Linked DNA regions of Mus musculus: regions 1 and 3 are each linked to region 2. A link is a contact called in public Hi-C and HiChIP or PLAC-seq data. All regions are on one chromosome and are shown on one strand. Each heading gives the region's core, a stretch centred on a gene start, on an enhancer-like site or on the middle of the called end of the contact. The rest is flanking DNA. Distances are from core to core; before and after follow the strand shown.

The links. Hi-C and Micro-C count contacts between places; a contact is called where the count stands out from the background. HiChIP or PLAC-seq counts read pairs in DNA pulled down with a chosen protein or histone mark.
Region 1: a Hi-C map of muscle stem cells shows a contact between it and region 2, with 1.6 times the contacts expected there. The contact joins two enhancer-like sites. A contact is called at or near these places in 1 of 484 Hi-C or Micro-C datasets (muscle stem cells) and 2 of 9 other capture datasets (embryonic stem cells and pancreatic islet).
Region 3: an H3K27ac HiChIP or PLAC-seq map of embryonic stem cells shows a contact between it and region 2, with 6 read pairs. The contact joins two enhancer-like sites. A contact is called at or near these places in 1 of 484 Hi-C or Micro-C datasets (bone marrow-derived macrophages), 2 of 115 datasets of contacts at active chromatin or transcription factors (both in embryonic stem cells) and 3 of 9 other capture datasets (adipose tissue, embryonic stem cells and liver).

What each region holds. Positions count from the first base shown.
Region 1 is chr1:153,289,602-153,293,768 of GRCm38.p6, forward strand. All of the region lies in intron 1 of Lamc1 (laminin, gamma 1), which reads right to left. Among named protein-coding and RNA genes, the nearest start is that of Lamc1, 41 kb to the right of the region's middle. Within about 2 kb of position 2,845, at least 86 of the 459 cell types and tissues checked have an H3K27ac peak or open chromatin away from gene starts, as enhancers often do. A contact at or near this core is called in muscle stem cells, where this site is marked.
Region 2 is chr1:153,151,893-153,155,966 of GRCm38.p6, forward strand. Lamc2 (laminin, gamma 2) reads right to left here. Exons shown (of 24, transcript NM_008485.3): 5 at 2,500-2,598; 6 at 145-281. Among named protein-coding and RNA genes, the nearest start is that of Lamc2, 33 kb to the right of the region's middle. Within about 2 kb of position 2,014, at least 26 of the 459 cell types and tissues checked have an H3K27ac peak or open chromatin away from gene starts, as enhancers often do. A contact at or near this core is called in embryonic stem cells and muscle stem cells, where this site is marked.
Region 3 is chr1:153,375,061-153,378,888 of GRCm38.p6, forward strand. It overlaps Gm46246 (a long non-coding RNA gene), which reads right to left. Exons shown (of 2, transcript XR_001779877.1): 2 at 2,797-3,339. Among named protein-coding and RNA genes, the nearest start is that of Gm46246, 20 kb to the right of the region's middle. Within about 2 kb of position 1,646, at least 26 of the 459 cell types and tissues checked have an H3K27ac peak or open chromatin away from gene starts, as enhancers often do. A contact at or near this core is called in embryonic stem cells, where this site is marked.

The sequences.
Region 1 (4,167 bases), core at 1,595-4,094, 140 kb after region 2:
GTTCTTGCTTCCAACATGCATTAGCACGACAAATAATAAAATTCTTGGACTTGGGGTTGTTGTTGTTGTTGTTATAAGAATCCTATCTATCCTAGGCTGACCTCAAACTCCGAAAGAAAGACAGCCTTGAACTTCTGACCCTTCTGCCTCCATCATCAAATACAAAGTTTACGAGCATACACCACCATAGCCAGTTGTGGTGGTTTGAATGGGAACAGGCCCCACAGGCTCATTTGTTTGAATACTTGGTTCTCAGTTGGTAGAACTGTTTGGGAAGGACTGGGAGGCATAGCTTTACAGGAGGGAGTATGTCACTAGGGGCCAAGCCAGGGTTTCAGAAGACTTTCCCAGTGTGCTCTCTGCCTCCTGCTTACAGTGGAGACCTGAGCTCTCGCCTGTTCTGGCTGCCATTCCTTTACTCCACATCCACGCACTTTCCCCGCCTTCTGAAACCATAAGCACAATTATCCAGCTTTCTTTTGTAAGTTGCCTTGGTCATAGCGTTTTATCACATATAGAAAAGTGACTTGGGACACCAGTTTATGTGATTCTAGGGATTGAATCCGAGGGCTTGGTGCCCAGGAAACAAGCACTCTACCAATCGAGTTCCATCCCCAGTACCCAGAACTTAGTGTTTTCCACTAGGCTTTTCTGTGCAAAAAATACAAGTTAAAATGCTTATATGGACAGTTTACAAAAAACAAACAGCGTCCTAGCTGATGGTGGTGGCACATGCCTGTAATCCTAGCACTTGGGGGTGGGGGCAAGTGGATCTCTCTGTGAGTTCAAGACCAGCCTGGTCTACAGTGAGTTCCAGGACAGCCAGGTCTGCTTACACAGAGAAATGCTGTCTCAAAACAAACAAACAAACAAACAAACAAACAAAACCCAAAACACAAAAACAAAACAAACAAACAAAAAAACCAATCATGACCAGAGTTCTTCAGAAACTGACACAACATGAAACCTTGAAACAGTATAGTTTGTAATATGAAAATGTTATTAAATTTTAAAATATGTAGACCAATAAAATAAAGTGTATGGACCAGACAATGTTCAGCTTTGATTTAAATTTAGGAGGAAGGGGTTGATGTAGGTTCTCTCTATATAACCCTGGCTACCCCGAATTCACCTTAGGTTAGCCTTGAACTCAAACAGCGCTGCCTGCCTCTACTCTGATTAAAGACATGAGTCCCTACAACCAGCTGAATTTTGGGTTGATTTGGTTTTGTTTTTGTTTTTTGGGGGCAGAGTTTCTCTTGGCTATCTTGGAACTTGCTCTGTAGACCAGGCTCTTCACAGAGCTCTGAGTACTGGGATTAAAGGTAGGCTTGCACCACCTGCTTAAACCTATACTCTCCCCTATACTCAGTCTTTCAAAAGTGGGCTTACAATGATCATTTACATGTTCAAAGTTAAACTGCCAATTGGTGAGGGATGTCGACATTTGTAAGCACAGTGCATCACCCTCCGGTACATAGAGAACAGAGAAATGTGACTTGAACCCAGGCAGCTGGGCTGTAAGACTCTCAGCATCTCTAGCCAGGCACCATGAGCCTTTCCTGCGTTTTCTCAATCCGCTTCCTCAAACAAACTGTAGTCATAGTTAAATATATTCCAGTTAATGCCCAAGGAAAACGGTAACGGCTATGCTCGGAACCCTGAAGAACAGGGATAAAATGTACAGTGTTGTTTATTTATTATAAACCAGTAAATCTGGTTCTGGCTTGATCTCAAACTACTTTTGCTTTTTGTAACAAAGACAAAATTAAGAAATCACTAGCAGGGGAAAAATAACACTAATATTTATAATTAGTACTAATTAGACTAATTAGTATTAAAAGCACTAAAAGTATAAATTAGTATATTAGTATTAAAAATAATACTAATAAAATGCTCTTGTGGGCTGAAACTGTATGTAAGTGTCAGAGAACATTTGGAAGTGTGTGGTATCGCGATAATAACAGGAAGTGTTGTAAAAACAGTAAGCACAGATCGGATTTCGTTCATACTGCTGACAGTTCACACTACACTAATAATGAATGGGTTTAGGTGGGAAACTGGAAGGTGAAAGCTGGGGATACACAAGGTCATACATTTAATTCAAAGCACCTGGGGGGGGGGAGGGGTTAATAAATCAGACCTTGAGCTAACCACAGAAGGTAAGGGAAATTTCTATTGCCATTTGTAGGTATCCCTTCTTATTCTAGAAACGCCAGATCCCACCTCACAGAAGAGCAAGAGGTGACACACAGTTTACTTCTACAGGCTCAAGTAAAACTGGGGAAGCGAAGGACTGAGGACTAGCTTAGTGGTTAAGAGCACATCCTGCCATTGCCTAGGAGCTGAGTTTCCACAACCAAGGTTAGGGGACTCACGGCTGCCTGTACTTCCAGGTCCACAGTGACACCAGTGGACCCCAGGCACCAGCATTCCAGGGCTTAGACCTATCACAAGCGCATCAGTAAAAACAAAACTAAAAAGAGTTTTTAAGACTCAGAAAACTGGAGAAATTACCATTCTATGCATCTACCTTAACTGTAAAAATAGAAATGCTAGTCTGTAACCCTTATCCCCAAGTCTGAAATTAAAAGCCCTGTATGTCAGGTAAGTTTGTTTTTGTTTTTTTTTGTTTTTTTTTTTGTCTAATGGTTTTAAGTTAGCAGCGAAGGCCTTGGGCAGGAGAGAACTCATCTGCAGCAAACCCTGACCTGAGTTGACACGAGGCTATTTATAGTCATCCCACAAAAGTATGGGATTTTCTGCACCTCACGGCAGAATTAGTCATGCGCTCGATTATGGTGCGCCTTGTCCCAGCACTGTGCAGGAGGAGGGAGGAGAAAACTCTGAAATCATGACTCTGAAACACATTCACTGTCAAGAATGTGGGCTGCTGACCTGTAGACATGCCTAACTTAATAGTTTCTACTTCAGAGTGGCTGTGAGGACAAGGGACAGTTAGATCTTCTTAGGAGTGAGTATCTTAAGCCATCAACCCTCGCAAACAAGCTGCTGAGTTCTGCCTTCTCCACCTTTCTGGTCCATTTTCTCCATGTCCACCTCAATGTATGTATCTACTTTACTTTGCCTGTACATCATATATGAGCACCGTTCCCCTCTGACTGTAATATCCCAGGCACTGCTTCCACTGACCTGAAAATAATTAGCTTGCTCTTAAAAAGCTGAGACTGGGACAATGATATTAAGAGTCACTTTTGTCCTTACAGAAAACACACACACACACACACACACACACACACACACACACACACACACACGTCAATGTAGCATCACCTTGGGCAAAGCTCTTTCTAAAAGGAGATTCCATTTTCCACGTGGTACTTATTATCAAGTATTCTGTATCAGCAAGTTCCTAAATAAACTCTCATCCCATCTCCCGCCATGTAGGGAAGACAGAGATGCAATGACCCCACTTGCAGGGACTTTTATCTCTCACTATGGCAACAGCCATAAAGCAGTCAATCACAGCAATGCCCATGTGACTTTCCAAGGCCCTCCTTATAATGATGCACCGAGACTTAAGCCTGATACTAACATGCAAGCAGCAGCTTCTCAGAAAACCACAGCAGCGAGTGCATGGCATGCTTCCTACAGCAGTGGGGCCAACTTCAGGAGGCAAATTCTTCATTACAATCAATGCTTCAATGTGTTCCAGTAACCAGACACGGTGGCACAAGCCTATGGTCTACCTAGAAGATGGAGGCCAGAGGATCAGCATTCGAAACCAGCCGCAGCTACAGGCAATCTGAGGAGACCCTATCTCAAAAGACAATTGTTTTTTGGAGTGTATGAGTGTTTTGCCTGCGTGTGCCTCCTGTCTGCAGTGTCTGTCAAGGACAAAGAGAGGGCCGTGGGTCCCAGGAATGGAACCAGGTTCCTCTGGAGGAAATACCAGTGCTCTTAACTGCTGGCACAGCTCTCCACCAACACCTCCGCCAAGATGATATATTTCATCAAAAATCAGAAATAAAATACACCATCCATATAAAAAATAAACCCAACAGAATTTTAAAATCTTTCAAATCAAAGATTTTTTTTTTCGATTTCTAGGCAAAATATCAGAGCCAGTCACCACTAAACATTCAAAATGCAAACACAAACATCAAAACAAGAAACAAAGCGTACGCTCTTAAATGTATGTAAGCA
Region 2 (4,074 bases), core at 764-3,263:
ACCATGACTTGAGAAGCCATCCTATGACTAGGGAAGCCACTGTCCTAGACACAAGTCACAGATCTTTGTACAATGCTAAATTAAAAAAAAAAAAGAAGACAAAACAAAAAAACCCCAGCAAAACCCTTTGTAGAGATACTTTACCCTGACTGAAAGTTGAAGTGATTTTGTGGACACTGAAGTCGGCAGAGGCGTGGCAGCTGGCTGAATGCCCATAGCAGAAACACTGGGTACAGCCCTCAGGGTTTGCCCGGTCCAGATGATAGTAGCCTGGTCGGCACCTGCAGCAGAATCATAGAAGTCAGGGCAACACTGTTATTTCTTATTTCACAGGGAATGCCATGGCTGACCCAGCCTCTTCTACTCTCTCTCTCACTCGGCACCATTAATTTCTAGAAAGAAGAAAACGGCAAGGTTTACATACAACCTCTGACCTCCACTCCAGACCACCAGAGGGGCAATCCCAGCCCCCACCCTCACCCAAACATATACACAACAAATGAGCGTGTCCACTGTCTGTGCCTTCACTAGAACCTTGGTAGTCTGGAAACTTGACTACTGACCCATCTTTGACGACTGGATGGAGGGGGAGGTAGGGTAGGGAGGAATGCGACAGGATTATGCAGAGCTGACCTGCCTTGGAGCGAGTGTTTAATGGAGGGGAAGTGGGAACCAGAAAGAGAAGGCGCTTACCTCAGTACCTATTCAACTGTCCCAATCCCCAAGAGCTTGGGGTACTTACCAGCACCATGTTCGTCATACCTAGACATGGCCCACAGAGGAAAGACCCAGTAACAAAGATAAAAGAAACCTAGAGACTCCCCAGAGCAGCCAACTGCAGGCTGGCATTCCACTCCTGCTCCCAGACCAAGCCCTCGGGCAGCTTCTCTTTGGACAACTGCCAAGCAAGGCTGAGCTCTGAGGCTTCAGGAAAGAAGGCTCCGGTTTTCTCCACACAAGACAGGAACAGCCCCATAGGCACCTTATGTCTACACCTTCATTCAATTCCCCCCTGAAGATAGAGAGTTGCTGAGACTGGAATTATTTCTGACGTTCTTGGTGGAGGAGGATAAAAGGGCCGAGGCGGGATTCAAACCCACGGAGAGGGAAGGATGAAGGAGGGAACAGAGCCATGGGATGACCAATGATGAAGAAAACCAAGGATGATTGGCATGCCACCCAGCGATGGTCACTCCCACTGACCACTGATGTCACTGGGATAGAATATTGTTAGCAGAGGCCCACTAATTGTGGCGATGGCAACTGTTACTTTATGTAGCTGCCTACTTTGTTGCATATTCTAGAATTTAAAAGGCTTCCAAAGACAGGTTTAGTGGCCCATGTCTGTAATCCCAGTACTTGGGAAATAGAGGCAGGAGGATCAGATGTTCAAGGTCAGCCTCTGCTATTGTAGCAAGTTCTAAACCCTGTCTTAAAACAGTAATAAATAAATAAGGCTTTCCAGTAGGAAGTAGTATAATCCTAGCATTTGGGAGGATGAGGCAGGAGGATTGCTATGACTTCAAGGCTAGCCTGGCTACATAATGAGTTCCAGGCCCAGCCTCTGTTACAGAGTAAAACTCTGTCTCAACATGCATACCGTGTGTGTGTGTGTGTGTGTGTGTGTGTGTGTGTGTGTGTGTCTGAGTTTCAGGCAGTTGTGGGCCACTGGACACGGATGCAGGGATCCCAGATAGGATCCTTTGAAAGAGCAGCAAGTACTCTCAACAACACCCTGAGACCACAGGCTCGGAATGCACGGGCAGCGCCTTCACCCAGGCAGATGTGTTTGGCAGGGTGCCAGGAAAATGCTTGCTTTCTTTGAGCTCTGAGGTCACCCTCATGATGGCTCCTCCACTCACAGCCATCTTGGGGGAGAGGAAAGTTTAGTCAGAACACAGATTGGACTCAAGGGATGTCCTGAGGCAGCAACTAAGGGCCAATGGCTCCTCACTGCTCCACCTGCCCCAACATGGCTCAGGCCCAAAGGGCTCTGACGTGCTGCCCCAGTTCATGTGTGTACGTGTAAGTACCATCCCCTTCCTGGGGCGGTTCCTTTTCGGTACACAATGGTTATGTATGGCCATAGACTGCCATGGTCGCTGTAGGGAGGATTTTCCTCAACGTGTTTAATTAGGCCAGGCGTCTCCCAAGACCCACTTTAGTCATGTGGTCTCATTATTGCACACAGCCTTGCATCTAAGCACCTGGGAGTCCCAGGCAGCTGCCAAGGGGACTCTCTGGGGCCCTCTGTCTCTGTCACAGGAAAAACAAACAGAGGGGACCCAAGGCAGAGGATGGACCGCAATGAATGTTTTTTTTGTTGTTTGTTTGTTTGTTTGTTTGTTTTTTAAGCTCAGCCTTTGAGGACAGGGAGAAAGAAGCTCTCAACATTTGTTCAGAGCCCACTTTCCATAATTGTTCTCTGTGGATTGATTCTTAAACACCAAGTGCCAGAGCACTGTCCCTCAAGTCCTCAGGGGCACGGTTCGCACAGACCTATCACAGCGCTCTCCAGTGACGGCTGGTTTGCAGACACATCGGCCAGAATCACAGGGTCCAGAGATGCCAGCTGGGTCACAGTCACACTTGGAATCTCTGAGTGAACAAAAAGAGGAAGAAAGTTAGGAGCCGGTTTCCAGCACTTCACAGTCAGACACGCAAAAGTCAGCTGCCCGAGCGAGCGACATCCCACGGCCTCTGCTTTCTTCTGGGGACTTCTCTCAGCAATCACATCCACGCTGAACTCTTCTCGCCTTTAACGACACGTTTATTTAAGCCAGTGGGGCAGTGGCCAGTGAACCCTGGGCTACCTACCCGAAAAGAGCAGAGTGTGCCAAGTGCAGGCCAAGGCCATTACTAAACGATTTAGTCTGGTCAACTAAGCACGTTAGTCTTTTTTTAAAAATAAATACATAATTTATTTCTAAATAGTCTAACTCAATCACGTCTTTTAGGATGGCGGAATCCCCTGTGTACCTGATATTGCAGTATGTTCAGGCTCTACCATTTGGTAAGGCTCTACTGAGATATAATTCATATGTCATAGAATTCACCTGTGTATGGTGAACCGTTCACTGGTTTGTAATCAGTTCTTGGAAATCATATGACCATTATCACAAAGAACAGATCTTAGCCATTTTCAATGCTCCTAAAAGAGCCAAGCCACAACCTCTCTCAGCTCCCACCCCCAGCCAGATGTGGACATTGATGTACTTTCTGTCTCATTAGATTTGACTACTCTGGATATTTCTTATCATTGAAATCATATCACATGAGGCCATTTGTGACTGACTTATTTCACATACCATAAGTTTTCAAGGTCTGCCCATGTCATATCACGGAGTATATATCATCCTGATGGCTGAATATAATCCCACCATATGGATTTACCATAATTTGCTTATCTATTCATTAGCTGGTAGACATTTGGTGTGTTCCCAGTTCTTAGCAATGATGGGTAATGTTTGCATGAACTTCAGCACACTAGGTTTTGTGCATTTTATCCATTTTTATCTATCGTACATGTATGTCTAGGAGTGGAATTTCTGATTTTGCTGTCTTTTGTTTGCCTTGGTGGTGAGACTCTTCCTGGAGGCACCGGAGCAGTCATCTGATCCCGACACCGCCTCCCTGTCTCAGGGCTCCCTCTGGTTTCCATCACTCTTTTTGGCACACACTCACGTATCTACCTCATCAGTCTAAAACGGAAGCTGCTAGCTCTCCCCTGGTAATGAAACTCTGCTCAAAGACCTTATAGTGGAGAAAGAGTGGATGATGTTCCCCTGTGGCTGTCTTCTGACCCCGTTAAATCCTGCCCAAACCTGAAGCTTGTTGGACTCCTTCTCCTTCACAGTCCCCATCCGGTTAATGCTAGATCTAACCAGGCTCACATCCTGAATCCCTTTCCAATCTTGGTCTTCCCACTCCTCCACAGTGTATCCAAATCAACCAGCAAATGCATTCTCAGGGCTAAGAACCAGGGACTCGACAAGAAATAGGAACCATCCCTGATTCTTGGGGTTTCAAGGTGGGGAACAGCAACAGCAGTGATGTATAATGGCAGCCATGCTG
Region 3 (3,828 bases), core at 396-2,895, 220 kb after region 2:
CTGTGAGTTGAACCCACCTTGGGCTGCAGAGAAAACCCCTTTCTCATAAAACAAACAAGCCTGATAGAAAAGAATTTGAGCCACATCATATTACAGATATGTCAAAGTGAGTAATTTACATCATTTATAAAATATGGGTCAGCCCTGAGGGTATGCCTACTATGGTAATGGGGTTGATTTCCTTTAATAAATCCTATTTTCTGTGTGATGCATCCCATCTTGGTATGCTTCTCCTTGGTTGAAGGACGTCCGGTGGAAGCTCCCAAGGTACCATTAAAGCCTTGTTTGAAATTCCATCTACTTTCTAGCTTGGCCACACAGCACACAGTACTGATCAAAGTTCAGTGAGGAAAAGAGGCAACTATTTTTCTTGGTTTAGAATCTAACTGAACTTCCACCAAGGGTCTCTGGTTGGGTGGGTCCAGTTTTGTGAATGAATGATTCCTTTGCCAGCAAACGATATTGCTGAACCCGGCCATTAAGAAGCCAGGAGGCATGACCTTGGGGTAGTTATCATCAGTAATCTACAGCAACTGTTAGAAGGTTTCAGTTCCTACTGTTGGGCAAAATTTTAACAAACAGACTTAAGTAAAATATTTCTGAAGTTAAAAACAAAACAAAACAAAACAACAACAGCAACCAACCAACCAAAACCCCACAGTTTTCCTTGGGAATGTTTTTAATATGTGTATACGCACACACACACACACATATATATACACACACACATACATACATATATACATATACATATATATGTATGTGTGTATGTATATATGTATGTATATGGTTGTATATTGAAAAATGTAAGCAATTCTCATGAAATTATTATGAATTCACAATTTAAAAACCAAGAACATTCATAAGTTGATATCACTTTAAGCTTTTGAAAAATGAAGAACTGAAATAATTTGTAAAACCTAAAGGGAGGCCTCCTGTGGTCTGTAAATGCTGACTTCCAGAAGTTAAACAAGTTAGAGGCCAACCTGACCTACTTGTGAAAGAGAGAGAAAGAAAGAAAGAAAGAAAGAAAGAAAGAAAGAAAGGAAGGAAGGAAGGAAGGAAGGAAGGAAGGAAGGAAGGAAGGAAGAAAGAAAGAAAGAAAGAAAGAAAGAAAGAAAGAAAGAAAGAAAGAAAGAAAGAAAGAAAGAAAGAAAGAAAGAAAGAAAGAAAGAAGAGGGGAGGGGAGGGGAGGGGAGGGGAGGGGAGGGGAGGGGAGGGGAGGGGAGGGGAGGGGAGGGGAGGGGAGGGGAGGGGAGGGGAGGAAGCAAGCAACTCAATCACAGCTGTTGGAGCAGGATTTAACTGATCTTGTATTTTCACAGCTGGACGGCTGTGATTCTATTCTTTCTTTCAAACACCCCACCCCATTAGTTACTGTAACTGCAGTGAAGGCAGAACAAGTTTGTCTGACCTCAGTGTGCTCCGAAGCCAGGGAGCCCTTAAAATCCAAAAGACACTCTAAAATGAGAGAAGTAATATTTGTTTCTTCCTCCAAACGGAGACCCCACCCCTCTCCACCCCCAGCTTTAAATTCAAAGGGTTGATGGTAAGTCAGCTGAGGGAGACTCTAGCCCACACCTGTGAACACCACTGCTCCCCTCACTGTCCCATTGTGTTTACTTGTGAGAAGGAATCTCCCAAAAGCAAAAAGCGAAAAGCGTTCACTCCACTTCGAGCTTTTGTTCACAGAGGTATCACACTGAGCGGGAATGTGGGTGGGGTTTGAATTTGTAAAAAGCCTGATTAAATTTATCTAAAATAATCCTATCCTATCTTATTGGGTCCTGAATTCAACCCAGTCCATTCGTAAGCAAGATTCTTAGACAAACCCACTCACTGTTTAAAATCCCTTGTGTTGCAAATTAAACAGAGACCATAAACCAGCCCAGTCCTGGCTTGTGTCATCTCTGATTCAATCTGCTATCAGTTAGATATTGGAGGAGGATTCCTGCTGCTTTGCTGGGTCTGTCAATTTTTAATAAAAGGCCTGAATTGCTCTGAGTGTCTCGGAATCTTCTGTTTCTCTTTTAGTGATAAGCAAAACACGTCTGTTGAATGCCTAGGATTCTAACACTGATAGAGAGACAGCCTTTACCCCAATACTCTTCTGAGATTACGTCATAGTGACAAGGGCCCGAATAGTCTCCAAGGACTGAGGTATGGGTGGGGAGCCCTTAAAAGCAAATTCACTTCAATGTTGAGTTTAACCATTTTTATGATATATTTTTTTTGAGACAGTGTCTACTCTCTAGAGTAGACCAGGCTAGCCTTGAAACTGCAGTGATCCCCCTGCCTCAACCTAAGTTTTGAGATTACAAGTATGTGCCCCTAATATCCAGTATGATAACATACATACATACATACATTTATTTATTTATTTATTTATCTATTTATCTATCTATCTATCTATTTATTTATTTATTTATTTATTTATTTATTTATTTATAATGGGCTGGGGATTTACCTTAGTTGGTAGGACACTTTACAGGCACATGCAAAGCTCTAGGCTTGACCCCCCCCCCCATTACTGAATTTTTAAAAAACTAGCAGTGGTGACACATGCCTGCAGCCTCAGAACTCAGGAGGCAGGGACAGGGGCTCAAGATCACCTTCAACTATATAGAAAATTCAAGACCAGCCTGGGCTACCTCACCTATATTGACCACCCTCATTCCATCCTCTAAAAAATAAAAATAAAAAAAAATAATATAGCGTACCCAAGAAATACAAACGAAGTAAGAGAAGCTGGCAAATGTCTCCCAATGACAATAATAAAAGATGCAATGAAACATCTCAAAGAAAAATGCCATTTTACTCTGTGGCTGTAATTCTCTCCATAGAACTGACCCTCATTTAAGCAGTTTATTCAAATTGTTAGACGGATACTCATAGCTGGCAATCATGGCTCAATAAACCATAAGAGACCAAGCAGAATGCAGGAAGTCTCACACAGTTACTGTAAGGACTGACTTCAGGTCACACTGGACAACACTGAAAACCATAATGCTGGCCTGAGGAGGAACCTCTGCTCTGTTGCCTAGCAGCTAGGTGACTTAGCCGCATCCTTGCTGCCTGCTAGCCTCAGAGCTGATTCCCAGATAAGGACTCAGTCTGAGGATTCCATCTTGTCTTCTCTGTTTCTTCCATGTTTGCAGCACAGATGTCTTCAACAGAGAGGACTTCCTTCCGAAGGTGCCTCCTGAAACAAGGCCTCACATGTCTGCGTCTTTGGCTGCCAAGGACCTCAGGGAACTGTGGCTTTTTATGTTGGAGACGTTTATGTCGAAGAAGCAGACCTCGTAAGACCAGAGATTTCCCAGAAATAGCATAGATGTCCTGTGGTATATACAACATGCAGACCGATTACTTACAAGTAGCTAAAATAAACCTATCTTTGTAGACTAGTGATCTCACGTATTTGTTACAAGGACAACTGACTAACATAGTAACCGTCTCACACCTGTAACATTCTGGCTTTTTGGTCTCATGTAGCTGAGACTGGCCTCAAATTCCTAATCCTCCTGCCTCCACCTCCTGGGTGCTGGAATTACCACCATACCTTGCTTACATCTCTTTAAATAATCTACCAACTTCTGAAGGAAATTTGCTGTGTAGCAAACTGGGAAGATTGCCCTGATGCTTGAGCTCAAGAACCAGCGGGGCACAAATGCTAGTGAGCTCCCCTGTCATGTGACCAGCAGGGCTATTCAAGTCACACAGACCGGGTTGCTGAGTATGTCCACAACGGCCACGATGATGTAATACCTCTCTCGTCACACAGTACCAGCATTCTTGAGCTTTGAAGTACCATTTGCCAAATACACA